2 separate regions of the Macaca mulatta genome follow, and region 2 is linked to region 1. The links are chromatin contacts, called in public Hi-C maps. All regions are on one chromosome and are shown on one strand. Each heading gives the region's core, a stretch centred on a gene start, on an enhancer-like site or on the middle of the called end of the contact. The rest is flanking DNA. Distances are from core to core; before and after follow the strand shown.

Region 1 (3,384 bases), core at 233-2,732:
CAGGACCTGTGAGCAGGTCACCTGTGCATTGGCCTGGAGCTGGAGAGTAAGGCTATAGGATCTTTGGAATCTCTTGGTTCCTGGGAGTTCCTCAGAGATCATACCTCCCCAGAGGGAAGCAGGAATGAGGCCAAAAAGTGTGCATTGGATAGGGGAACAGCAGGCAGGGCTTTGGGTGACGCATGCCTCTGGTCTAATAAACTGGGTTTCAACCATCTCCTCTTCAGTGTTGTTCACTTATTTGAAAACATATTTAGGTATTCTCACTAAGTGCCTAGAGCTGAGCTTGGTTTTGGGGCCAAACAATTAGGGGATGAGTAAGGAGAAGGTTTGAGTAGGGAGACTGTGGTCCTCCTGGGATGGGACGGCTGACCATCGTATCAGGAATAGTTTGAACCACTGGGCAGGGAAAGAGGGAGGAGTCAAAGGCAACAAAGGTCCAAAACAGAATCCCCATCACAAACAATGCTTTAGAGAGAGAGCAGAGTCAAAATTCAAGATAAACTGGAACTTATTATAAAATCTGAAAGCAGGCTGGCACGGTGGCTCACGCCTGTAATCCCAACACTTTGGGAGGCTGAGACGGGCGGATCACTTGAGGCCAGGAGTTCGAGACCAGCCTACGCAACATAATGAAACCCCCATCCCTATTTTTTAATATTAAAAAAAAATCTGAGGCCAGGCACAATGGCTCACACCTGTAATCCCAGCATTTTGGGAGGCTGAGGCGCGCAGACCACTTGAGCTTAGGAGTTTGAAACCAACATGGGCAACATGGTGAAACCCTGTCTCTACCAAAAATACAAAACAGCCTGGCATGGTGGTGCATGCCTGTGATCCCAGCTACTCGGGAGGCTGAGGTGGGAGGATCACTTGAGCCTGGGAGGCGGAGGTTGCAGTGAGCTGAGATGGTGCCACTGTGACAAAGAGAGACCTCATGTCGAAAAAATAATAATAATAATAATCCGGAAGCAGGTTAGGTCGGAGACAAAGTTAGGTTGAAGTTCCCACGTGAGGTAGTTATTGAGGCACTTTATCTGTGGAATGAGTCCTGGGCTATGAGCAAGAAGACCTGGAATCTTGGCTTCGGCTTTATGACTAACTTGCTGGTTGACCTTTGCCAAGTCGTTCACCTGTGAGTTCAGCTTTCCTATTTGGAAAATGGAATAAACTGTGTTTCCCTCCTCAGCCCCTGATAGTTATAGCAGTAAGAAAATGAAACGAAAAGCAATCAAAGCGTTTTGGGAAGTTAATGCCATGCGCCAAGATGAAGCTATTACTCCAAGCACCTCATCATCAGCGGGCTGGAGTCGGGGTTGAGACTGGGGCTGAGGCTGTGGTCCGTCCCCCTTTCCAGGTCCTTGTCTACCTCCCGTCGGCCTGGGGGCGCCCGCTCACGGGGCCTCTCTATCCCAGAGTTCTTCTCTATGGTTTTCCCTCCAGGACCGTGAAGGCGGGAGGGCGTGGCCAGCACGCCTTTTCCGCTACTCGCTCCTCTCTAGGCGACAGTCTCGCTGCCCTGAGCCTCCCGTGCCGGCCAGCCGGCCGGGGGAACAGGCGGGCGCTCGGGGGGCGCTCAGGGGGCGGGGGGAGTTCCGGTTCCGGTTCTTTGTGCAGCTGCATCGGCGGCTCCGGGAAGATGGCGGCCCGGGCGGGTTTCCAGTCTGTGGCTCCGAGCGGCGGCGCCGGAGCCTCGGGAGGGGCGGGCGCGGCTGCTGCCCTGGGCCCGGGCGGAACTCCGGGGCCTCCCGTGCGAATGGGCCCGGCTCCGGGTCAAGGGCTGTACCGCTCCCCGATGCCCGGAGCGGCCTATCCGGTGAGTGGGGCAGGAGGAGGGACGCGCGGGCCGGGGGCGGGGCCGAGCGGGGACGTGGGAGTGACAGGGGTGGGGGGAGAAGTAGGAGGGACTCCCTTGGGAGGGGTTCGGGCTCTGGGTGGGGGTTGGGGGAGGCAGTGCGCAGGAAGAGAGGGGGAGGCAGTTGGCGTCCACACCTGCTCCTAGGGGCATTGTTTCCGTGGGGAGTCGGTAGAGAACCAGGGTGGGTGAAGTGGGTCCAGGGATACCTGTACGAGGGCCGGAGTGCAGAGGGGCTTGAGCAGCTCCATTGATCAAAGGAACACAGAACGTGTAGTTGACAAATTGAGGTCAGCTTCTAAAGAGATAGTAGCTAGCAGAGTAAATGTGGAACTGGCGATGTCCGATGTGTCCGATCCAAAATAGACCGATAATTTGAGTATAATCTGGCTCTCGCTTAGCTTTTGGACTCTTTATTTTTCTGTGGAGTCACTGCTGGAGCAGAGGGTTCTCGTCTCATTGTCCTCCATTCCATCCGTAAACCTTACTTCATTCAAAGAACTCAGGCGTTCCCTGCTTTTCTTTCTTGGTGGGGTTTAGCAGGTGAAACCATGACATCTCTGGGTCCTCTCCCCTCTGTAGAGACCAGGTATGTTGCCAGGCAGCCGAATGACACCTCAGGGACCTTCCATGGGACCCCCTGGCTATGGGGGGAACCCTTCAGTCCGACCTGGCCTGGCCCAGTCAGGGATGGATCAGTCCCGCAAGAGACCTGCCCCTCAGCAGATCCAGCAGGTCCAGCAGCAGGCTGTCCAAAATCGAAACCACAAGTAAGATGATCCTGGGGCAGAGGGAGGGAGGGAGGGAGCCTGGGAGTACACAGGTGGTGGGATTACCTGAACCAAGAAGTGGTGGTGCTGTGTCAGCAGATGGTGCTACAGGATGATTGAGAATGCTTGGTGGTGGTGGTGGTGGTGGTGGTGGTGGTGGTGGTAGTTCTTTGATTTGAGAGAAGCTTTGCAATCCCTTCACATTACTATAAATGGACATGCTGACAGCTTATTTTCACGTTCTGACTAGTTCTGTCCCAACCTGATAATAGTGTTTATTCCCAACAGTGCAAAGAAAAAGAAGATGGCTGACAAAATTCTACCTCAAAGGGTGAGTCCAGGCTGTTTTCTGGAAAGTGTGGTAGGTTTGAGTATAGAGATGAATCATCCTAGATTTCAATTAATTTTTCTGTTCCTAAGATTCGTGAACTGGTACCAGAATCCCAGGCCTATATGGATCTCTTGGCTTTTGAAAGGAAACTGGACCAGACTATCATGAGGAAACGACTAGATATCCAAGAGGCCTTGAAACGTCCCATCAAGGTAACACAGGAAGTTACTAAGCAGAGAGCCAAAGGAGAGGACCCAGGAACCTTCAGCAGGCTTAGGATGAGAAATCAAAGGCACAGCACAACTCTCCTTGGCATTTAAATTGTATCTTTCCCTTCCGCCTACAAACTGAGAATTACATTAGGAGGATAAGAACAGAATGGCAAAGGGGGAGGGGCTCTTGATGTCTCTTGCACTACAAATATACCC
Region 2 (3,356 bases), core at 580-3,079, 84 kb after region 1:
ACTCGGCCTCAAGGGCCAAGGAAAGCCATTTAGATCTTTGGGTTTCATTTGCTTCACTTAAGCATCTTTTATTTTTGCACTTGAACGTCTGGCAGAGCATTTTGATGATGACACACAAATACTACGAATAAATGGACGAGTGACTAGCTAAATAGAACACAATATTTTGAAAGATTTGAGTCAAAAATAGTAGGCAAATCGAAGAAGCAATCCCAAACAGATGCTATCTTTCAGAAATTAACAGATTGTTTCACCTGCAGCATAGTCCCATCCCAGAAAGGGCATTCCTGCATTACAATCATTTATGCTTGGATAAAGGCAAAACGAACAGCTGTCCAAGAAACACCCTCATTACCTGAGGCCTATGGCAAAAACACGTCTCCTTTCTTGGAGTCTAAGTAGACTTGATCAAAATCACCCACAGCTATAAATTCACATTATAATATCACACACCAAAGCCTCAGTGAATATCTTGGACAAACAGATATGATCCATTCACTTAAAGGTGAAATCACATGGTTGAACAAAGTATATTGCAATTCTGCTAAACTCATTTAGAAGCTGGCTCAAGGCCGGGTGCGGTGGCTCACGCCTGTAATCCCAGCACTTTGGGAGGCAGAGGCGGGCGGATCACTTGAGGTCAGGAGTTAGAGACCAGCCGGGCCAACATGGCGAAACCCCTTCTCTACTAAAAATACAAAAATTAGCAGGGCGTGGTGGTGCGCGCCTGTAATCCCAGCTACTCGGGAGGCTGAGGAAGGAGAATCGCTTGAACTGGGGAGGCGGAGGTTGCGTTGAGCCGAGATCGTGCCATTGTACTCCAGCCTGGGCAACAAGAACGAAACTCCGTCTCAAAAAAAAAGAAGCTGGCTCAATATAGCTGTCCTCTGATAAGCCCTATGGCTCTCTATCCCTTCGAACACTCCTCCTTCCATTTCAGGCCCCAAGGCCTGTTCTGCAACTAATCTGACATCTTTCCATACTTTGGAAGCCTCGGGCTCCACCACACCCTATCCCCACCAGATTTCTACCCTCCTACCAACAAACGTGCATGAGTTGACATACCAAACCAACTCCCAAACTAATCCTGTTCCCCTCAGTTCTCAGAAACGCAAGCGTCCTAACGAATCTTAAAATTCTGATGAATCCATTCCTTTCCCTTGGAACGTCTGGCCCTTGGGTTGACTCCTCGGCTTCCATGGTCACAACTAGCTGCGGTTCTCCTGGGCCCTTCCTATCCCTCTCTTCGGGGCCTCTGCCAGAGTTCACACTGAACCTGTTTCCTCATCTGTAAGACCCTTGGAGGTTGGGAGGAGGCCTATATGACCGCCCCCGCCAAGCCAACTCCGGATCTAACATTGAAGGGACCCAGCATTCCCCTAGACCCCCACTCTTTCTCTTGCCCACGCCCCAAACTCCTTCTCCACCCAGGCTCCGCTACCACCTCGCCCACTCGCCTAGCATCACCCGCCGCGGCCCAAGCTCCCCTAGCCCCTGCTTCCGGGCTTTCCCTGCAGTTCTGCTTCCGGCCCTCGGTCCTTCCCACAGCGGGGCGCCCCTGCCCTCGCCCGGCCCCTCGAGCCGCTCGCTCGCGGGCTCTCACCTTTCGAAGAGCAGCCTCACGAAGAAGATGCCCGCCGCCAGCGGGAACACCGAGAGGATGTGCCGGCCGCGCGGGTAGCCGTAGCCGTCGGCCGGCCCCTCCAGATCAGCCCAGGTCACGTTCTGGGGTAGCCAGAAGCGCTCGCTCCACAGCCAGCCCCACAGCAAGCTTAGGGGTCCCTGCGCTGCTGTCGCCATCTTACGCCCACCCCGAGCCACCGCCGCCACAAGCGTCAGCTGCTGCCACAGCCAACGGAACCCGCGGGGAGGCGGCCCCAGGGCGGGGCCCGACCAGCGGCCACCCCCTTCCGGCCCCTTCTGAACACCGCCACGGATCCGCCCGCCTCCCCGGCAGAGCCGGGCCTCTTCACCGCCCATCTCTCCTCCCGACCCACTTCCCTCACCGCAACCCGGGAACCGCCTCCGGGGATCCACGCCCCTTCCCGAGCCTCTGACTCGCCCAGCCGGGTCCTGGGGCCACGCCCCGGGCGGTGCTGGGCCCACCCTCTTTTGCTGCTAGTCTTGGCCGCGCTTCTGCTCCTCACTCACTCCTCCATCCAGCCACGGCCACACCCCTTATTTCAGGCCTAGCTCCTTTACGGGGACATTCTCCTTTCTCAGCCTGTCAGAATCAAGTACGTTCCCGCTCCCACCCAGGCGGTATCTCTGTCTCCACTCCCGGAGGCCAGATCGATCTCTCAGGTCATGGCTTCTCTTGGATCTCTGCTGGTCCTGCCCACTACTGTCTGCCACCAGAGTTCTTTTTGCTCCCAACCTTTTCTTCCCTTCGTGCCCCATGACCTCAGCCTACTTTCACTGCTTTATCCCTTAAAAATTAGTCACTTTGGGCCGGGCGCGGTGGCTCAAGCCTGTAATCCCAGCACTTTGGGAGGCCGAGACGGGCGGATCACGAGGTCAGGGGATCAAGACCATCCTGGCTAACACGGCGAAACCCCGTCTCTACTAAAAATACAAAAAACTAGCCAGGCGAGGTGGCGGCGAGTGCCTGTAGTCCCAGCTACTCGGGAGGCTGAGGCAGGAGAATGGCGTGAACCCGGGAGGCGGAGCTTGCAGTGAGCCGAGATGGTGCCACTGCACTCCAGCCTGGGCGACAGAGCGAGACTCCGTCTCAAAAAAAAAAAAAAAAAAAAAAAAAAAAAAAAAAAAATTAGTCACTTTTCCTCGGAAAAGATGGACTTAACAGTTTACAAAAGGCCGGGCGCGGTGGCTCACGTCTGTAATCCCAGCACGTTCGGAGGCCAACGCAGGCGGATCACCTGAGGTCAGGAGTTTGAGACCACCTTGGCCAACATGGCAAAACCCCGTCTCTACTAAAAATACAAAAATTAGCCGGGCCTGGTGGCGCTGTGCCTGTAATTCCAGCTACTCGGAAAGCTGAGACAGGAGAATCGCTTGAACCTGGGAGGTTGCAGTGAGCCGAGGTTGCAGTGAGGTTTGCAGTGAGCCGAGATCGTGCCATTGCACTCCAGCCTGGGCGACAGACCAAAGACTCCGTCTCGAAGCAGTAATGAAAATAAAAGAACAGTTTACAAAAATCCTTTTATTCTTCTCTTGGGGAAAAGGAAACCGAAGAAAAACAACTCGAAAAGGGAGGCACTTGTCCGGGCGCGGTGGCTCACACCTGTAATCCCAGCACTTTGGGAGGCCGAGGCGGGCGGATCACGAGGTTAAGAGATCGAGACCATCCTGGCTAACACAGTGAAACCCGTCTCTATTAAAAATACACACACACA

The links. A called contact is a pair of places that touch in the nucleus more often than the background predicts.
Region 2: a Hi-C map of fetal cortex germinal zone shows a contact between it and region 1, with 5 times the contacts expected there. The contact joins the promoter of CERS5 here to the promoter of SMARCD1 in region 1. A contact is called at or near these places in 7 of 14 Hi-C or Micro-C datasets (CD4 T cells, blood, cortical neurons and 4 more).

What each region holds. Positions count from the first base shown.
Region 1 is chr11:57,257,412-57,260,795 of T2T-MMU8v2.0, forward strand. It overlaps SMARCD1 (SWI/SNF related, matrix associated, actin dependent regulator of chromatin, subfamily d, member 1), which reads left to right and starts at 1,483. Exons shown (of 11, transcript XM_077954164.1): 1 at 1,483-1,816; 2 at 2,438-2,625; 3 at 2,914-2,956; 4 at 3,046-3,168. The coding sequence starts at 1,640. It overlaps ASIC1 (acid sensing ion channel subunit 1), which reads left to right. Exons shown (of 12, transcript NM_001261065.1): 12 at 1-215.
Region 2 is chr11:57,341,392-57,344,747 of T2T-MMU8v2.0, forward strand. CERS5 (ceramide synthase 5) reads right to left here and starts at 1,830. Exons shown (of 10, transcript XM_077954172.1): 1 at 1,604-1,830. LOC144332869 (a long non-coding RNA gene) reads left to right here. Exons shown (of 2, transcript XR_013401065.1): 2 at 1-340.